Regions from separate parts of the Sus scrofa genome. Here region 2 is linked to region 1. A link is a contact called in public Hi-C data. All regions are on one chromosome and are shown on one strand. Each heading gives the region's core, a stretch centred on a gene start, on an enhancer-like site or on the middle of the called end of the contact. The rest is flanking DNA. Distances are from core to core; before and after follow the strand shown.

Region 1 (5,690 bases), core at 1,401-3,900:
AGCTCCCTTGTCCTCTGGCCTCCAGCTCCAGGCTACTCCTTAGGCTGTGTAAAGGTGCCCAGCGTCAGCAGCGCGGAGGCTGGATCTCCTCGTCTAGAAGGGGAATATTTGCGTGGTAGATCTGTCTCTCTGAGCGGAGAGGCATCCAAAGGTCTGCATTTTGTGAATGTATGAAGGATAGCTGAAACCGTCTATGTGGCTTGCAGTATTACGTCTGATTCTTTTTGAGGTTTTATATATATATTTTTTCATCTCATGTTAGATTTCATAAAATTCAGTCTGTTTCAAGATGACGTCAGAAGGATGATACGCAAGAACACCTGTACCACTGCTCTTAGAGCAACTGCATTTATTTCATTTCAGCTGAGTTCAATTCAATACGTATTTACTGTGCTCTAGGACTTGGTGAGAACTATGCTAAATATTGGCTGGTCAGAGAGAGAAAACAAAAGCGACACCGGATCTGTTTTCTTCTGGTTTATTTGGTATGCATGTTTTATTTCAATGAAGTTATATCTTTCCAGATGACTCACCTTGGATTTTTCTTTTCCTCTCAAGTTACTATTTGAATGTTCCATGCAGAAATAACCACATTGCCTTCAAGGAACTACTTGTATAGAAGTGTTTCATCCATATCATTTTTGTCTGCATTTCAACAGACGACTTTTTTTTTTTTTTTTTAAAGAGACGATTTTTTTAACGGTATTGGATAGTTATATGCTTCTTGGTCTTAATTCTTTTGTAGGAAGTGGTTTCCTCTAGGCAGTTAATGGCAGAGTGACTTTTGCCTTTTTTTAGAGATGACCCATTTCCAATTTGTCATATGGTGGATATTTCACTTAAAAAAATAATCCAGAAATTAACAGTCGAAGGTTGAACCAACAGTGTGATTAGTTTCTAGGAATTTCTCGTTCTTATAGGTAACTAAGTACACACACACACACACACACACACACACACACACACACACACACACGGCTTTGCATTTGGATTTAAAATGATGTTTAAGACTCCATTGTGGCCAGATTTCCTATCTCAGGACTATCAATTCATTTGAATAATCAGCAAAATCATCAGCCTCCTTTCAGGGTCTAAACTGGATTTAAAAGATTGACGTTTCTTAAAACTCAAATCGAGTCCGGCTGCAACTGCATGCCCAGAGGGACCTGAATCATACACACACTGGATAATGAAATACACTTAGATTTTATTAGCGGATAATTCATGCTCAGAATCTCGAAACACTAGTAGAATTAAATAAACAACTGGGAGAGGGAACCAAATAAAATTATTTGGAGATAAAATTATTTAACCAAAATTAGAGTGGAGGCAAGGCACTGCACTTTAAAATTCTTAACCTAGCCATTAAGTTGTTGAAAGAGAACCAAGCATGAGGACTGGTGAGGAGGGAGGGCAAAGATCTGTCCTTTTGGCTGGAATATCATCAATACACTGGGCAGAAGGGTGGTTGTTGTGTGTTGACCGTGTCAAGACTCATAAAGAGAAGTGCACCTGAGTCTGTGTATTTGAATGGTTTAAGGACCAACAACACTTTTTTCTCTACCAAGGTACCTTAGAAAGTAAACACCTTAAGCTCAACAATTTCCTCCCACTTCATACGAAATCACATAGTAAAATAGTGAAAAAGACCTTATAGCATGGATTAAATTGAAAAATTTCAGTGAGCCTTTGATATTCAAGAGTAAGTCGCAGCTTCTAGTTATAAATTAAGTATTGCATTTCTTTCAGGGAGGCCAAATTATTTCTTAATACAGAAGCAACCTTCTTGATTCTTCTCTTTCTGGAAGATTCTAGAAACAGAAAATAGAGCAAACCTAACCTGGAAGTTTAGGGAGTTGTTGGGGTGGGGGGTGGATGGGGAGAAGCTTGTAGCTATCATTTCAGGACCCTACTTGAACATATGTCTAAAAGAAGCTTTTGCGCTTTAATACATTGTGAGTGTTTGTTCCCCAGTCTGTTCAACCTCCTGGACAGAGTTCCTTGAACAAACAATGGTCTGATTAATGCACATTTCCAATCTCTCACCAGGCCTGGCACACACTGGGTGCTCAATTAATGTTTGCAGAAAGATGGAATGAAGAGACAAAGAAGAGTATAAATAAGGATGAGTTTCTCTGAAGTCAGCAGATCTTACGACAGTGGTAAATGTGAGACCCTGGTTCATAGGTGGAAATTCCAGGAGAAAAAAGTAGGGAAAATACGCAATTGATTAGAGCAAATATTTCCCCATTCCAATTTTTGGTTCACTTCATGGGCATATATGTACGTCCAGTGGAAGGGAGACTAATTTAGCTCTATAAAAGTACTGACCAAAACGGGGTTATTGCGCGTGAGAAATTAACTGAGGTGGAGAGGGCGCCAAGAGTCAAACTAGAAAAAGCATCTTTCCCGCTTGCTATTCAGGAGACTACTAGGGCGTGGGCCCCCGAGGAGACTACATTTCCCAGCGTGCACATAAGGACAGGAGAGGGCGTGAGCGCTGCCTTGGCGCGATGCTCTTTGGGAATTGTAGTTTTCACTTGTCCAGGACCGGCGTGGCTGTTTCAGCCTAGTGGTGAAACGAGATCACGTGATCGGAAAGTCCGTGGTTCGCCTTTGAGCCGGAAGAGGTTGACTGGGTTGACCTACTCCCGCCTTCCGGCGGACCTATCGGCGGCCTAGAGTGAGGCGTTGGCGTTTGAAATCAGCCAATGGCAGGCATAGGCTGGAGCAGCTACTCCGCCTCCTTCGCCCGGCCCGCGAGTGCGGCGAGGGAAGCTCGGCGGCGGCGGCGGTGGCGCGCGGTGTCGAGCGGCGGCGAAGTTGCTTCTGAAGGGAGCCCAAGGTAGCGGGAAATGGTAGCCGGGCGCAGAAGTGAACTCCCCGGAAACTCCTGGGGCCTAGGGCTGGCGGAGCCGTCCTCTGGGAACCGGTTTCGCTTGTATAGCTCTTCCTTTATTGTAGGAGCATTCGGGGCGGCAGGCCTTGTTGGAGAGGCGGGCGTGCGGGAGCCCGCGGCGGGGAGGGGCGCGGCGGGCCAGACCGAAGGCTAGAGTTTGGGGTGCAGTGGCGTGAGCTTAAGAGGGGCGCGTTAGAGGGGCGGCAGTGGGTGGCGGTGAGGCCCGACCCTGGCTGGCGGGCCGGCCGAGCGCAGGCGCAGAGGCGGTGTCGCCGGCCTTCCCCAGGTCCCGCCCCCTGCTCCCCCCGCCCCCGCGACCGGGCCTTCAGCCAGTGCGGCCCCCCGGCCCCGAATTCTTGGGGACTCTCACTGAGCGCTTTTTCCGTAGATGACCGGTTCTAACGAGTTCAAGCTGAACCAGCCACCCGAGGACGGCATCTCCTCGGTGAAATTCAGCCCCAACACCTCCCAGTTCCTGTTGGTTTCTTCCTGGGACACATCCGTGCGCCTCTATGATGTGCCGGCCAACTCCATGCGGCTCAAGTACCAGCACACGGGCGCCGTCCTGGACTGCGCCTTCTACGTAGGTGTCTCCGCTCCTGCCCCCTTTTTATGTTATGAGATTCCTTTGTTAATAGCGTCCCTTTTCCAGTGTTGAGCAGGGGCTTTTGTCGTTGGAGTTATTTGTACAGCTTCACTAACTCCACTCCCTCTGCCCGAACACACATCTGCCCCAGGTACTGTTTTTTTGGTTCTCTTTTCTTTCTTTTCTTTTTTTTTTTTTTTTTTTGGCGCTGGGGACGTGCAAATGTCGGAAACTCGTTCTCCCCTTTGCTTCTAATGGAGTACCTCTGCAAACTTTCTGGGCATAATGAATTTGAAACTCAAAAGAAGACAGTAAAATTTGGCTGACTTATTAAAGGGAAGGCTTTTTAGTAACTACTAGGAATGCTTGTTTATTCTCGGTCACTGCGGTGAACAGTTCTTTCTTAATTTGATGACATAGGGTGTAGAACACTTATTTGTTCTATTTTTTGAACTTTTTTTTCTGTCTGCAATTAATGTTGAGCTTGTTGTACATCTTGAATGTAAAGGAAATAGTTGGCTGTAGAAACAGGAATTTAAAAACACTTTTTGAAGTGCTGTAAGTTTTACGAGTTCCCTTGTGGCACAGCAGGTTAAGGATCTGGCATTGTCACTCCAGCCCCTCCAATTGCTCCTGTGGCTTGGGTTCCATCCACTGCCTGGTAATTTACACATGCTGCTGGTGTGGCCCAAAAAAAATAATAATAGCTTTGTAAGTTTTGAATGATTTGAAACTTTATCTTGTAGGATCCAACGCATGCCTGGAGTGGGGGATTAGACCATCAATTAAAAATGCATGATTTGAATACCGATCAAGGTAACGTAGCCACATTTTTATCAGTTTATTGTTTTCTTGATTAGTGCTTACTTTGCTTGCTTATAAATGTTTATTTAAGAAAAGTAGTTCCTGAGTTGCTTAATTCCTAAGTAGCTTAGATACAAGTAGTAGTGACTTGAATTTAGGACTTTTTGTTTAAATCACTGTTATGATCACAAAATATTATGCATGTATTTTATCAGTAAAACTCATGATCTCCATCCGAAGTGTGTACGTGAAGTGGCACTTAAGTATTTGACCTTTTCTTGTCCTCAGAAGTGGATTGGATCCTGCAATGGTCTACCTTTCCATAGGATTTTCTTACTGTAGGACAGTACTGATGTTTCAGAGTTCTCTTTTCAGAAGCTAATTTAGTTTACACTGAAGGAAGATAGGTTTTTAAAAATCTAACATTTTAAAATAGCCAAACTGTCAGGTACCATATTAACCCAGCTTATGTGATTGTTTTAGCATAGAATATGCTTCAGTTGCGTTTATTGAATGAATGACAAGATGAAACTCTTTCTTAGAGATGTGAAATACCCACATTTTTATGTTGACTTTGGAGCAGAATAGAGCTTGGAATGGAACCCAAATATACAGAGCTTTTTAGTTAAGAGTTGTGTGTGTGTGGGGGGGTATATGCACACATTAGACATAGATGTACTTGAAGGACAAGGCAGGCCACGAGGTATGACTTAATGAGGATGAATTGGACAGTGGGAGGATGGGCACAATATCTTGTCCAAACAAAACCTAATCACAAGAGGCTTTTATATGAAAGCCATTTTGTCATGTACTATAACTGCAGGTGTTTGGTTTTGTTTGCTAGCAGCTTATTCTACATAGTAAGTTAGCTTGCAGGTTCAGGTCTTATTTGAAAACTTGGGAGGAAAAAAAGCACTGAAAACCAAACCCAGATTTTTGATGCTAGAGACCATAATTAAGGGAGTTAGCTGTTTATTCTCAGAAGGTCATTGCTGAACTTCATGAAATAATTTTCTAGTTTAGATGATATATTTTTATTTTTAATTTAATTTTTTGCTTTTTAGGGCTGTACTTCTGGCATATGGAAGTTCCCAGGCTAGGGGTCCAGTCAGCGCTAGAGCTGCCAGCCTATGCCACAGCAACTTGGGACCTGAGCTGAATCTTTGATATACGCCCCAGCTCACCGATACGCCGGATCCCCAACCCACTGAGCGAGGCCAGGGATCAAGCCCAAATCCTCATGTATACTAGTTGGATTTGTTTTCATTGAGCCGCAGTGGGAACTCTTAGATGATTTATTTTTAAAACAAGTAGTTTTTTTCTTTTTCTTTTTTTTTTTGCTTTTTAGGACCACACCTGCGGCACATGGAGGTTCCTAGGCTGGGGTCCAATTGGAGCTAC
Region 2 (5,690 bases), core at 1,095-3,594, 1.6 Mb after region 1:
TTTCGGTAGGTCTGGGTGGGGCCCAGATATGCATATTTTGAAAAGTTCCTCAGGTAATTCTAATGGGTAGCCAGGGCTGAGACCCACTGGCCTGGTATCAAGTACCTTTTCAGCTTTAACATATTCATTTTTGGATCTGCTCTTCCTCTCAATTACAAGATGCTTCTCATTTGAATCTACTTAGCACATTCTACCTCATATTATAATCATGGTTATTTTTGCCTTGCCCTCTTTCCTATGCTGTAGTTTTCCCAAACACGGAATGTGTCTTACGCATTTTCGTGTGCTTGTTCTTCCTTGGCACATGGTACTTAGCTAAATTGAGCGAGGAGTTAATAAGCTTACCCAAACAATATCCCTTTCCTTTAACAAAAAGAACTACAACCCCAGTTAAGCAGAACACCCAATCCTGTGGTTCTTGCTAACTTGTAGGTGAGATTCAGGAAGGCTCTTAAAATATTTTCAAAGTGACATGTTGGTGGAATCATTTGTTCTTACACAATAACGTGATGTAATTTTATGTACCATTGTGTTAGTTATATGTTTGAGAATGTGTATTAAGTTTTGTAGGCAAAAGACTATTGCATTTCAATTTATTGATGCATCCTTGAGCAAATAATGTTTCTCTGGAAAGGTGGTGGTTATCGAAAATCTATCATAGAAATGGCTACGAGGATAAAACATATCAATAATTACAAAACAAACTGTTGGGGAAAGGAAGCTATATAGATTATTACTCTTCAGCCATAGTGAAGTAGCTCACACATCCTTTGCCATACACATGCAAAGAGAGACTACGAATACCAGGTACAGTGATGCTAGATAGTCTCCACCCAAGTTATAAAAATCCAATTAAACTCTGAAAAATACATTCTTTCTATTGAGGTGTTCAATAGAACTGCTAAATGCCCTTTGACAGCGCTGTAGTTCTTCAACAGATAACTTTTAAAGAGGTTTACAACTTTTAAAGAGCTGCTGTGTTTTGTGTCATTCAAACTCTCGAAATAAAATCTGAACTGTGAAAAGTGCAGGGTGAAATTTCACTGGGAAAAAACGGTTTTCCAGCCAGAAAAATATGACATACTCATGGGGTCTTAGCAAATAGCAAAATGACTTAGACTATCTGGCTATGGTTACATTAAAAAAGAAATACACAAAATACATCACCATATAACATATTCTCTTTATAAATCCTTTTATTTTTTTGGCCTCCCTGGGAATGTACAAGTTCCCAGGCCAGGGATGGAACCGGTGCCACAGCAGTAACAAGGAGGGGTCTCTAACCTGCTGTGCTACCAGGTAACTCCTTAACATAGTCTCTTTAGAACTTGGGCTCTGCTAATTCTCCTGGCTGTATTTTTTCCACGGCTATAACATATCCTCTTTCTTACTCTTGGACTTCACAGAGAAGGCAACCACTAGAAAATCAGTTTACCCAAAACTAGAGTTAGGTAGGAGGTAGTGGTGGTAGTGGAGACTGCACAAAAAGCAGCCTCCATGGCTTAAAAGTTTTTTTTCTTTAATTGAGATATAATTGGCATATAACTTCATGCTTTTTCATGATGTATATGGGTACATATATAATACATACATTATAAATATACACATACACACACATAAATGGATAGCCGTCTCGAAAGCAGGAATAAAAAACAGACGTAAAATATACATAAAGATTAAACTTTCAAAACCTAAATCTTTATCCTCCCTGGTATCAAGACTTTGAAACTCCCTAAGGCAAAGTGAGGCCGAATCGGGCACTAAGGAGTCCGCTCGGGGAGCCTTCGCGGTGGACTTAGAAGGGTGGTGAATCAGTCGCAGGGAAGAGTCACGCGGAGCAGTGCAGCTGCCACGACGCCCTCCGCGCCGCCCAGTCTGCGTCCCCAAACCCTGCGCACGCCGCGCTGGCCCGCCGCCTCCCGGCGCCCTCCGCCCGCCGCCGAGGTCCCGCAGCCCCAGCGGGCCTGCCGCCGCACAGAGGGCGGGGCTCCTCACAATCGGGCCGGGCGCCGGGGTGACGTCACCTTTCCGCGGCCCGCCTTCTGCGCCCGGAAAGAGGCGGCTGCCCATTGGCTGCGCCGCTCGCGGCCTCGGGGCCAATGACAGGGCGGCGAGCGGCGGGGTCCGGCCTTGACGTTGTGCAGCTTGCCGTGGGGTTTATTTGGCTCCGGGGTCCCGCACCGCCGCCATTAGGAGCCCGCAGCGTCCGAGGCCGCCCCCCTCTCTCCCCCCTCCCCCGGCGCCCCCCCCGTCTCCGCGCCTGCTCTCCGCCCCTCTGCCCCTGCCTCCCGCAGCCGGGAGCCGCGCGCGGGCCCGCGGAGACCATGTCCTGACTGAGGGGAGAGGGCGGAGGCGGCAGCAGCGGGGCGGGCGGCGGCGCGGAGGGAGGCGGAGAGGGGCCGGGCTCGGCTCGTTGCCCCGGGCTGCTCCGGGAGTCGCCGCGGCCGTCGCGGCCGCCGGGCGCCGAGCGTCGGACAGGGAGGAGGAGCAGGAGCTGGAGGAGGAGCCGCCGCCGCCGCCGCCAGGTAACCGGGCCCCGGGAGGGCGTCCCGCCGCAGGCCCCTCGCGGCCCCGCCGCGGCCTGCCTGGCCCCTCGCTCCCTGACGGCGCCCAGGCCGCCGGTCTCCCGGGCGGCCCGCCCGCGCCCCCCGAGGCGGCTTCGCAGGCTGGGAGAGGGGAGGGGGCCCGGCCCGGCCCCGCTGTGCTTCCATCTTGGGCTTTCCAGGTGCGGGGACAGGCCCGGGGCTGTGGGAGGGTGGGTCCGCCGGCTTGTTTACCGACCATCGATCAGCCGCGCTGGCTGGACGCGCCGCCGGCCCGGCCACCTCTCTTCCGCCAGATTCCCCCTCCCCCCAACTTCTTTTCCTGCCACCTACGGGCAGATGAGTGGGATTTTGCTCCCATTCTGCAATAGGCCCGAAATACTTGGGTCCGTCGCCACAAGTTGGTGCAGGTTCCCAAACTTGGATTTCGGTCCCTTGGTGGCTTCCTCTCCGCCTCCCGCGGTGGCCTCCACTGGTCGCCTTTTCTGTCTAAGGAAATAAAGGTGGGGGCGACGGGGGTGGGCTGGGGAGGCGGAGCTGGAACTGGTGGAAAGACTGTCTGCCCCTCTCCTCGCAGTTACGCTTGTACAGTGCGACTGGGTGCTATTTTCTCCACTGTGGCTTGGTGTGGGTCATTTCACAGACAAAAGGACTGAAATGCATACTTGCATTAAGCACCAGGGACCTGTTTAGGTTCAGCCTGGAAGTTTGAGCCGGCCCATTATCTTTGAGATACGCTGGTGTTTTGAAACTCTCTCGTTGAGAATTTAGTCTTTCAGTTATTTGATTGCCTTTTCCGTAACTCTGTAGACCCTCAGGTTAAACGCCGTCTCCTCTGCCCAGTATTTTGGTCTGTGTGCTCGCCGTATGATATTTTGTTGTCAGTACATTTAATGTACAAAAATACTCTTTGGGGAACACAGTTGAAGAGAAATCTTTAGCTCTGGGAAACGTTACATAATGAGTGGCTTTTCTCTCTGAGGTCTCTCTTTAGTTGATTTCTTTATCACTTGTGCGACCTCAAGGGTACCCATGTTTTCATCAAACATGGATGACTCAGTGTTCAGAACATAAGCCAGGGGAAACCATAAGGAATTTTGATCTTGGCTTGTGCCAAGGGCCTTAGCAAAGTAATCTAAACTATGTTTGTGAAAAATTAAGCCGGATCGCTCCTCCTGGTTATTAGTCTTATGAATTAAATGAGGTAATTGTGAAGACATGTAGAAACCTGCTGGTCCCTTGACTTTGGATCGTATAACGAGATACGCCGTATCCTCCTTCTACTAAAATTTTATTAAAAATTTTTATAGGGCTGTTAGGGGGACTAAGAGGACAGCAAGGGCACATTTTAATCTTTGGGGAGGATATTATTTGAATGCCATGAGGGGTTTTTATTTCTGTTGATGCTTCAACACCTTTTATTAATGCTTCAGAGCGTTGAGACACCCATTTGTTTACTCTTGAAATGTGCATGGATAGTAGATAACTCATTCGTGGTAGTATAATTTTAATCCTGTGGCCCTTGTACACTGATAAGGGTTAGGGCATGTTAACATTGAAAGTCTCTGAATTAGCATAGTTTCAGAACTCGTGATCCAGTTGTATATTTGAGGTAAATTGCCTCCTGTGCGTAATTGATATAGTGAGAGCTGTTCAGTGTACTTTATACTTGTATTACTTTTATAATAGATGGACACTTTAAATACTTGGGAATCGCAAAAGTAGACCACTGTAGCTTTGTATTTAATTTGATTCAATGTTGAGCCCTGCTGCTCACTTTCCTCCCTCCCGATAATGAGCTCTTGGACCTGGGCTTTGAACACCTTTTCTTAGGGTGGTGTGCGGCTTCACCTGGAATATTTTTGTACATTAAATTTACCCACTAATGCTTTGGGTAAATAATATCTTGCATATTTTAATATTCACCTTCTCACATCTCAACATAAAACTTCGAGAGCACTCCTTGTCACATGCAAAGTAAAGTTTAAGCTCCCTGGTGTGGTTTTCAGGTTTCTCTATAATCTGGCCCTGATCCATTCTTCAGTCTTAACTCTTATTTCTTCCCTTTGTGAACCCTTCCTTCCAGCCAGACTGATTTGTTTGTTGTTCCTGTGAAGTCCTCCTCTTGGCTTTCCTTTGTGCCTTTCTTTGTGCTCTATTCAAGGATCCTCCCTTTACTTTGGGCCCTGTCTCTTGAGAAGCCTTTTTAGCTACTTTAACCCCAAGGGATCTGTTCTCTCCTTTGAGAGACTGTTTTCTTTCTTCTTCTGTTTTTTCCTTAGCATAGGCTAGCCTGGATTTTAGTTTATCTCTTAATGTTTGTTTTTTTTGTTTGTTTGTTTGTTTGTTTTCTTGGCTGCGTGTGTGGCATGTGGAAATTCTTGGGACAGGGATCGAACCTGTGCTACAACAGCAACCCCCGTGGCTGCAGTGAAAACTCTGGATCCTTAACCTGCTGCGCTACACGGAACTACTGCCTTTTCGTGTTTTTATTCTGCTTCCCAAATAAGACTTATGAGGAATGGGTATGAACCCTAACCCTGTATCTATGGAGACCATATATTGAGCATTGAAAATACTGACACATGGTCTGACAGAGTATTTTTAATTATAGTGGTGTTCTAGAATATGCTGTTTGTGGGACCGTGGTGATTTATAAACTATGGCTGTCTCTAAAAAAGATTTATTTATTTATTTATTTGCCAGAATGTTTATGTCTATTAATGTAGTTCTCTTTCTGTAGGGGATGCTCATACTTTGGTAATGATGATGTCTTACTCAAATAAAAATAAGTACCACAGGCCTGTAGTTTACTTCAAATTTGAGTCTGGGGCAGTTCCTTTGATTCGAGTTTGGCACCAGGATACTAAGGGGTATCATTCCATATTTGTATATGGGTACATTTAGCATCATGTGGAGGAGAAAATAATCTGTAGTCTCAGTTTGCATCCTTAACCTTAGATGTTGGCAGCGTGTGTCATTGATCATGAGGCAGAGGAGACTCAGGAGAACGTGTGATTCACGGCTACCTGTCAACACTGTTGGAAGAAGACACAAACAAGCAGGTCCACAGTACTTTTGTAAACCGAGGATAATACATGTAATTATGTAGTACCTGGGTGGTTGCTGATGTAGCTGGAAAATAGG

The links. Hi-C and Micro-C count contacts between places; a contact is called where the count stands out from the background.
Region 2: a Hi-C map of embryonic fibroblasts shows a contact between it and region 1, with 1.9 times the contacts expected there. The contact joins the promoter of ZRANB1 here to the promoter of BUB3 in region 1. A contact is called at or near these places in 2 of 47 Hi-C or Micro-C datasets (embryonic fibroblasts and liver).

The regions. Positions count from the first base shown.
Region 1 is chr14:132,700,438-132,706,127 of Sscrofa11.1, forward strand. It overlaps BUB3 (mitotic checkpoint protein BUB3), which reads left to right and starts at 2,651. Exons shown (of 8, transcript XM_005671519.3): 1 at 2,651-2,845; 2 at 3,288-3,482; 3 at 4,232-4,301. The coding sequence starts at 3,288.
Region 2 is chr14:134,251,583-134,257,272 of Sscrofa11.1, forward strand. ZRANB1 (ubiquitin thioesterase ZRANB1) reads left to right here and starts at 2,345. Exons shown (of 10, transcript XM_013983854.2): 1 at 2,345-2,525.